Regions from separate parts of the Gossypium hirsutum genome. Here region 2 is linked to region 1. Evidence: chromatin contacts called from public Hi-C data. All regions are on one chromosome and are shown on one strand. Each heading gives the region's core, a stretch centred on a gene start, on an enhancer-like site or on the middle of the called end of the contact. The rest is flanking DNA. Distances are from core to core; before and after follow the strand shown.

What was found. Hi-C and Micro-C count contacts between places; a contact is called where the count stands out from the background.
Region 2: a contact with region 1 is called in a Hi-C map of leaf, with 2.6 times the contacts expected there. The contact joins the promoter of LOC107954391 here to the promoter of LOC121219086 in region 1. A contact is called at or near these places in 2 of 34 Hi-C or Micro-C datasets (both in leaf).

What each region holds. Positions count from the first base shown.
Region 1 is chrD07:21,051,467-21,056,154 of Gossypium_hirsutum_v2.1, reverse strand. LOC121219086 (ubiquitin-40S ribosomal protein S27a) reads left to right here and starts at 3,417. Exons shown (of 1, transcript XM_041096666.1): 1 at 3,417-4,214. The coding sequence starts at 3,564. The coding sequence ends at 4,034.
Region 2 is chrD07:21,384,145-21,388,637 of Gossypium_hirsutum_v2.1, reverse strand. It overlaps LOC107954391 (dnaJ homolog subfamily B member 6), which reads left to right and starts at 1,734. Exons shown (of 6, transcript XM_016889934.2): 1 at 1,734-1,959; 2 at 2,242-2,334; 3 at 3,365-3,395. The coding sequence starts at 1,894.

The DNA of each region.
Region 1 (4,688 bases), core at 2,168-4,667:
GTTAAACTCTATAAAAATGATAATATGTGTATGGCATATCATCTAATGTTTTTTTAAAAGACTTTATTAATGTTTTGGCCCCTAAATTATACTCATTTTCAATATTAATATATATTTCTTGTCTCATCTTGATACTCAAGTTTGCGGTTAAGATTTTCAATCCAAAATGTGAAATGACCTTAAAAAAAATAGAAACCCAATCAGATTGCGCCACTAATTTTTCTATTGTAAATATATACAATTTTTTATTAAATATACACATAAACTTAAATATATATAAATAAAAAATAAATATATAAAAATTTTGAAAATCCAAAAATTTTATGACTAAATATTTTTAATTGTTCATCTCAACACCAAAAATTGAAACCCATTAATTCCATTAAATAATTAAATATTTTAAATAAAAATCCAAAAAATTATGGGTTGATCTTCTACTTCCTCTTCGTTATAACATTACCATTATAATAAATACGAAAATGGCATAAGATCCTAATTAATTATAAGAATAGGTCATTTTTTACAGTAAATTTAGGTACCGCCACATCATCAAGTGGCATCACCCTAAATTTTTTTCGTACTGTCGTTAATCTCGATGAAGTAAAAAATAATTTTTTAACCGTTGTCGCTAAGTGGTCAGGCGACACCCAAAAAAATACCAGTATTTTGTAAATACAAAACATAAACTATACAAATACAAAAAAAAAATTATGCTGGTGTTGCCTGACACATTTGCGACACCAATATTATTTTAAAAAAATGGCCTAACAAAAAAAGAGAGTTGAAAAAGCCAGGGGAAGGGGAAAAAGTTGTTTTGGTGTCACCTGGCACATTGGCGGAAGTATCAAAAAATCAGTGTTAAAGCTAGAGCCATGTGCTTCCCATTAGACATCTCGACAAAGTCCTTGTCAATAGAGTTTAACCCCATTAGCTACCATAACAATTAGTGGAGTAGATTGTTCTACTAGAATAGTCGACCTCCTAGCCACCCTAGAGTCTAGGAAGTTGTGCGTGCTTCAAGAGTCTACCAAAAAAATCATCTAAACCTGGAAAATGTAAGCTGAGACCCTTGGAGAGCATGTAAGGACAAAATCGGTGAAGTAGGTTATGTGTCTTGATCATTGGTTCCAACTGCTCCGTACAATCCTGGAACTCTTCAATAGTTAGATTCTTAATATCACCTTCACTATCTCGTAGAGCCTTGATTACCAATTGGAATAACTGTGACTTGACACATTTGTGGCCTGGTGTGTATTTGGAAGCACACCAAAATCAAAGTCCCTTTTTCCTCCTCTCATCCATTTCAACTTGGGATAGAGATTTGACAGGGGATCTTTAACTCACAAGATAAGTAGACTATTCTCCAATTCCTGCTACCCCACTTGAATATTGATGCACCTTGGTATTAGGTAACAATGGTTTAAACTATCCTATGCTACTACCTATAGCAACACTCTTTTTTTTTATATATAGTTTCATCAATATGCCTTCCACTTCTCTAGCCAATAAGTACCCCTCCACCAAGTTCTAAGGTTTAAATAACCTTAAATATTGACCAACCTTGGGTTTCAGGTTGTTGATAAAAATACTCAAGGCGTAGATCTCTGGCAGTTGTAGCTAACTTAATAAGCTTACAAAGTGATCATGGAAAAGATCCACAGAGCCTTGCTATTTGAGGGTAACTAACTCAAACATGGGAGATATACAGGTGTCAGATCAAAATCTTTCATGTAATCCTCGAGCATAAGTCTCCCAAGTTAGGTGATGCAAACCCCATTATCTTTGCACAAAGAAGCGATGTCAATCCAAAGCCTTCCCATCTAAGTGAAGCATCACCATCTCACCTTAGCTAGGTCTCCCACACATTCAGCTTTAAAAAACTGCTAAAGCTTAGCCCACCAACTTTTAAAGTCTACTCCATCAAAACATGGACAATCTAACCTCAAAAGTTTGTTTGTTGGCTCAATTTGAACTACTCGAGGAGATGTGTTCATATGTTCGAGAGTCTGACATCGAAGTTAGAGCTAAATGCCTCTGAAGGATGGCCTCCTAAAATGCATTTTCCCTTGTCTACCCTAGCTCCTATAGCACTAGCTGATGGTGACTGGCCAAAATACTATTCAAAGAATGAATGAAGTTATGAACGAATATCACCTTTGATATTTTTATTAAGTCCTTCAAATGCGAGTCGATCTTGGTGTCAATTCGAGAAACCTCTAACTGCAACTGAGATAGCTCCTGTAGCATCTATCTTATTTCCTTTTGAAGTTTGGTGGTGATGCCTTCATTAGCCATGAGGAAATAGTGGCTCTGATACATTGTAACGAAAATAATAGAAAAATTGCAAAAGAAACAAAGAGAAAGAGTGAGAGAATTAGAGAGAAAGAGACTGAGAATTCTGTTAATGAAATTGCTTAATCACCCTATTTTCCCTTATTGGTGCCTTAAAGGTGTCAGAATAATGACTTCAAAACAACTTGGCACTTATTAGTCCATGTGTTCTCCAAACCGCGTTGTTTCACTTAAACAGTTACTGACCATCAAAACGAGTCGTTTTATACCGACCCATTTAAAAAAATGCACCTTATTCTTAAAATGAAAAGACTCAAGATGCAACATTTTTACAATAATTAAAATAACTGAAAATAACATAATTATAAAGACACTTGTGACGCTCGACTGGTGCTCGATTGCTACTAGACTTTTCTTCCGTAACACATGGTGAGGTGACGATCTTAATTGGAAAAATTTTTCTTCTTTTTACAACCGGTGTGGGCATTAAGATTTGGGGTTAAATGGAATATGACACATTAGTTTAAGTATCACAATTGATAAAAAAAAGTTTAGGTACTCTTTAGTAAAATGGGTATAGATCAGGAGATAAATTTTTTAATTAAGGCTTCTTTATAAAATTTAAAAACACAATTTATTTTTTGAAATTATAAAAATTACTTTTAAGAATTATTTTTAGGAATTTTTTTAAATTTGATGAAAAATTCATAAAATTTTAAAATATATATCAAAAACTCCGAAGGAAAAAAAATTGATAATTTTTAAAATATTCAAATTTTAAATTATAAAATGCGGAAATTTATTTAAAAATTATAAAAAAATATTAAAGAAATCCTTAAAATGATCAAAATGTCAAAAAGAAAGTCTAAAAAATAAAATTTTGTAAAACTCTAAAAAGATCTTAAAATTTGGTATTGGATAAAGATAACTTGGGTATGGGTTATTTAAGATTATTTTTAGAAATTTAAGGGAGTTTTTTTAAAAAAAAAATTATTTTAAATTTTTTTGTGTGGAATCAATTTGACTCAATATCAAGCATTATATGTACGTTTTCTTACCGAATTATTTTCACATGATAAATTGAGTCAATTAGTAGTCCACAAAAAGCCCAAAACCCTAGAAAGAGCAGGGGCAATTACGTACTTTCAATCTCACATCCCAACCCTCTAACAAAACCCTAATCCCACATTTCACATCCTCAGTCATCTCCCATTTTGAAACCCTAGCCGACCCCCCGCCCCAATTCTCTGCATCGTCACCTCCACATCAAGATGCAGATCTTCGTCAAAACCCTGACGGGGAAGACCATAACCTTAGAGGTTGAGTCCTCCGATACAATCGACAACGTCAAGGCCAAGATCCAAGACAAGGAGGGCATCCCACCCGACCAACAGCGCCTTATCTTCGCCGGGAAGCAGCTCGAAGACGGCCGCACCTTAGCCGACTACAACATCCAGAAGGAATCCACTCTCCACCTCGTCCTCCGTCTCAGGGGCGGCGCCAAGAAGAGGAAGAAGAAGACCTACACCAAACCCAAGAAGATCAAGCACAAGAAGAAGAAGGTCAAGCTCGCAGTGCTCCAGTTCTACAAGGTGGATGAGTCCGGGAAGGTTCAGAGGCTGAGGAAAGAGTGTCCTAATGCGGAGTGTGGGGCCGGGACTTTCATGGCTAATCATTTTGATAGGCACTATTGTGGTAAGTGTGGGCTCACTTACGTTTACCAGAAGGCTGGTGGAGACTGAGTAGCGTCCGGCTCCACCTTCTGTAAAAAAAAACCGAATCAATAGTTCATTTTTATCAGTATGAGTAGCATTCATATTCATAATATTTGGACCTTTTTTATTTATTTCTAATGTTATGATACTTTAGATATGATTTTCGACTTCTGCTTACCAATTTGAATTGAATTATGGGTTTTTCTACTTGTTTTTGTTTGGCTGATGACCTTTGTATATGCTTTATTTATGTTATTTTGGGCTCGGTGGATTGGTGAATTTGGATATTTCCAAGCACCGTGAATCATTTTATCTATATCTCCTACCTTTGTTGGGTATTATTTGAATGTTTAACGATGGTAAAGTGTAACGATTGCACTAGAATGCTTGCTATTTCTGACCAAAGCCGTTGTTTGCTATACGTGCCATGTATGTTATGGGGTTTAGCAGCATTATGATGTTGAGGGGGCTGGAACTCTGAGCAAATATGCTAAGTAGATGGCCGAGTTGCACAAGTCTGGTATGTTGAAAATGAAGTCAGAGAAAAACAAGCACTTATTGTCTGTTGCCTAGGGCCAGAATACCAATGGAATTATGGAACATCAATGGGGTTTAGTCAAAGAAAATACTTATTGTCTGTTGCCCGAGTCTTTTTTACTGGCTTGTTAATTTGCTCTCTCA
Region 2 (4,493 bases), core at 485-2,984, 330 kb before region 1:
TCTTTTAAAATTTCATCCTTAAATCATCACTTAATTTGGTAAAATTACAATTTAGTCCCTCATAATTCTTCACCTATTCAATTTGGTCCCTACATGTCAATTCCATATCATAGTAAATTGAATTATTTTCACTTTTGATCCTTCAACTTTCTTATTTTTTTACACTTTGATCCCCTAAATTTTGAATATTTACACTTGAGCCAAAAACTTTTCACATATTTACAATGTAGTCCTTACTTTAAATCAATATACTAAAACCTACTTCTTAATTATTATTATTTTTTAATACTCTTCAATTTTCTCTTTTATCATCTTCATATCATTTTCTCATTTTATCGAGAAATCAATTATACATTATGTCATGATTCTTGATTTAACTCTCTTTTGATATCTTCCAACTTTCATTTTCTTTGATCTTATACCTTATTTCACTAAAAATTTATCTTATATTATTTACGACCAAGGGGGTTTTGAGGATGTTACAGTTTGAGATCTACCGGGCATTAGAACAACTCCAATTAACCTCAGGATGTGTGCTAAGGCGTATTGTTCTCTTTCAAGGGGACTTGAACTCTCGTGGAGATTTTGGAAATCTTCTTGCAACCATTTCATCTTTATCCAGCTACTAAAAAACTTGTTCGGCACCTTGCCTAATAGTTGCTAGCAAATGCTGCTCCAATCGCCAACGACAACTGATCTCGTAACGACTGGCCCATCTACCGATAAACTGAGTTGTAATTGAACGTCCTCGAGTGTGATTGTACACTCACCGCATGGAAGATGACATGTGCGTGTCTCGGGTCCCTATCCTTCCACCAACACATTGATAAGTATGGGGTCCAATTTACACCCCCGAGCATACGGGACACGTGCAAAAATCCCGCATCTTCTGACAATCATACGTGATGGCCTCAAAGATAGATTGTGTATATATGTCTCCAAAATTCGATCTTCAACTTGATTATAAAAAAACAAAAAGAACAAATAAATTTTAATCTTTTTAGCAACTTAATAATAAACTTAAAATTAGAAATATTAGAAATATTGTCTTCCCATTTGCAATTGAAATGCGGAAACGTGGTTGTCATCGAAACGAATAAGAGTATTTGCCATTCCAAAATTGAATTAAAATGAATAAAAATCGAAAAACAAAATTAAATCAAGACGAACTTGAGAGAATTTTAATTAAAATTCTAAAACTAAATTCTTAAGAGAATTGAGATAATTGGATTTGAATGAAAAGATGAGGAAAGGATCCGAGTTTATATAGAAATAAAACTAGTTGTTTTTTATGGCTGTTGGTGGAGGTTACCGTTAGGTGAAAAAATGTCCAGCTAGACGTGTTTTCTGTTGATTGTGCAGGAAAGCACGCCCAACTGGACGCGTTTTCACTCACACTCTCTCTAAAATTGACCTATTCCGATAAGTATACCAGAAATCGGTCTAATCACTCAATTATTTTTTTTAAATTGATATTTTTACGTAATTTAGCCTTTTACTTTCTTTTATTAAAACTTACAAATTTATTTATTTGCATAATACTTTTTTAATTGATTTCTTTTTATTATTTGATATACATTTATAATATAAATAATATCTATATTATTTTTCATTATAGATAAAATAATAGTTAATAATTTGACAAATAATTTTAAGATGTATTTTTTTTAAAATATATTTAACAATTTTTTAAAACATATAAATAATCTTGCATGGGACGGGATAAAAAGTTTGTTTAAATAAAACACTTACGAATGCCGCGCTAGTGTAGATTTCGCTTTGCCACGCTCTATTAGTTTCCTGTTGACACGCACTAGCATTAAGCCCACGCTTCACTTAATTAAAAAATTAAGTGCCCAGCAAAGAAAAGCTCAGCCCAATTAAATCACAGAAATGCAAGGTGATGAAGCGAGACTCCTGCTAGGCTTCCCCCCTAATTCTCGCCCTTCTCCTTCTCAGGTTTTTTTCTTTCTTTTTCAAATTTCATTCAGTTTTTCATTTTTATTTTATTTTATTTTGCTCTTAACTTTGATTGTTTTAGGGGTTTTTTAAATCTCATTGTTTTTGGTTGTTGACTTGGATTGAAATTGATAAATCGAGTTGTTTTCCTTTTGGAGATTGTGGCCTTGATTGCTTTCTTCAAATCAGTTAGACTAACAAAATTTCTCGATTTTTTCTTCTTTGTTTATGAAGTTGTATATTTTATTAATTTCTTTTATGGTTTTTTATTTGGAATTTTAGATTAAAGCAGCTTATAGAAAGAAAGTATGGGAATCGCATCCTGACTTGTTTCCAGTTCACGAAAAGCATTCGGCGGAGTCTAAGTTTAAGTTGGTAAGCATCGATGTGCCTTTAAAACTTTCACCCGTTTTCTAATATATTCTTTGATTGGAATGCACATCTTCGTCGGGGCCAGGTTTGAATTGTTGTTATATGGGTACTGGCTTACTAGTGATGCGATCATTAGGGATCTGAAAAGGAACTGTTGAAGCTTGTTGAGACAAGCTTAAGCATTTTAGAGGTTGATTTGAACAAGCTAAGCATTTTTACAATGTTAGGTTTGAGAGATATTAGCTTAGAGCAGTTTTGTGACTGTTAGTAATTCCACTCTATCTAAAATATACTTGGGGAGTCTTTCTTGATTCTTTTTGCATGTAAGCAGCGATTTAGAATAGTATGTTCTGGTGAGTAATCAGACTGGCAGTACGTTTATATTCTTTCACGAGTTTTTTTGGATTCTAACTGCTGAACATGTTAAGTCTACCTTGGATTGGCTATTTGAATTCTTTGGAGGGAGCTAGATTGCTTGGGGGTTTGTATCATGTTTTGGTTAAGTCATGGTGCAAGCAGCGATTTAGAATAGTATGTTCTGGTGAGTAATCAGATCTGGCAGTACGTTTATATTCTTTCACGAGTTTTTTGGATTTCTAACTGCTGAACATGTTAAGTCTAACCTTGGATTTGGGAGATAAACTGAAATTTACCTGGTAAAGACTAGGTTTAGTCTTAACAAACGGTAGTTTTTATTTGGAATAATTTACCTAACCTTCACAGAAACTTATCATTCTAGACTGGCCTTTTGAGCCATATACTTTCTAAATTATGGTACGTTTTCTGGAGGTTGCCATTCTTGACAAGAGCCAACATACTGGAAAACGAGTAACCGATGCAGTATTAATATTAAGTTTTTCCAATTAGTTTATTTCATTTATTGTATCTGAATATGAAATATTTCTTTCATCTGGGAGCACTGAATGCGATAATTGTGTGGATATCTTTAATCCTGTATTCTGCAGTTTAAAAATAGTTCCAACTGCATTTACGGTTGTGACAAATATAACCTAAAGATGTGCATTTTTTGCAGATTGCTGAAGCTTATACTTGTCTACGGTCTGGTAATTCTCCTGACTTCTTGAGAAAATATTGAGTTTTCCAAGAAATCATGGTTTGCAAACTCAATAGATAGTCTAACATGGGAAGAAATCTCTTGTTTAATGTTCTCCAAAGGTAGCACATTTTGTGGAGACATAATAGCTTGTTGTCTAAACTTAGAAGATAGGAGAGTATCTGTCCTTGCCTCTTTCTGCTGTCCCCTTGGCTAACAAAATGACTTTTGCATTCGCTGTTTTAGTTTGAGCTTATTTATTTTTAGCTTATTTTTAATTTAGTTTTTTAGAAGTCATAAAAAAAAAGAAAAAAACATATAAAAAGAACGAATTTTTTTTTTAGATAATGTAGCTTGGTTTGAATTTTATTTTGATTAGGCTAGAATTAAAAAGTTGGGATAAATAAGCTAGAATCAAAATTCCAGGTTAACTTAATTTAGGATTCTAGGAATTTTGCAATAAATAGGTAGGTGAGTCTCGGTTACTTGGTACTTGGGACACAGAAGACAAAGAGGTCAGAACTAGAATCACAACAAAAATAGAGTTTTTTTTTTTTTTTTGAGTTCTGGTTTTTGCTTAGTTTTTGAGAATATTTTGGTAACTTTAGGCTCCATTTGGTTACAAGGAATAGAGATCATTTTTGTTTTCTTGGAAAATGAAAAATATTAAAGAAAGCTTGTTTTGTTGAAAATTTTAAAAATGATTATTAAAAAATAAAAATAAAAGTAGTTGAAAATTAGAAAATAATAAAAAGTTGTGTTCATTACTTTTACTAAAAATGCTTTGTAAAAGTCAAATTGAAATTGTTGAAAACAAGAATTTTTAAATTTAAATGAGTTGATCCTAGATCAAACTCATATAAATGTAAAAATATTTTTTGCTAATAGTTTTTAAATATCAAATATATTACCCTGATTCGAATGCTTTTATTTTATGTCTTATGTTTCTATTATTGGAAAATAGGTACCAAATGTGTTTTTATTTGTTCATTATTGAGAACAAATTTTTATTATTATTTATCAAATGTGTTCTTCAACTTTCAAAATATAGAAAATGAAAATTATCTTTTAAAAATGAAAATAGAAAACAAAAATAAGAAATATTTTC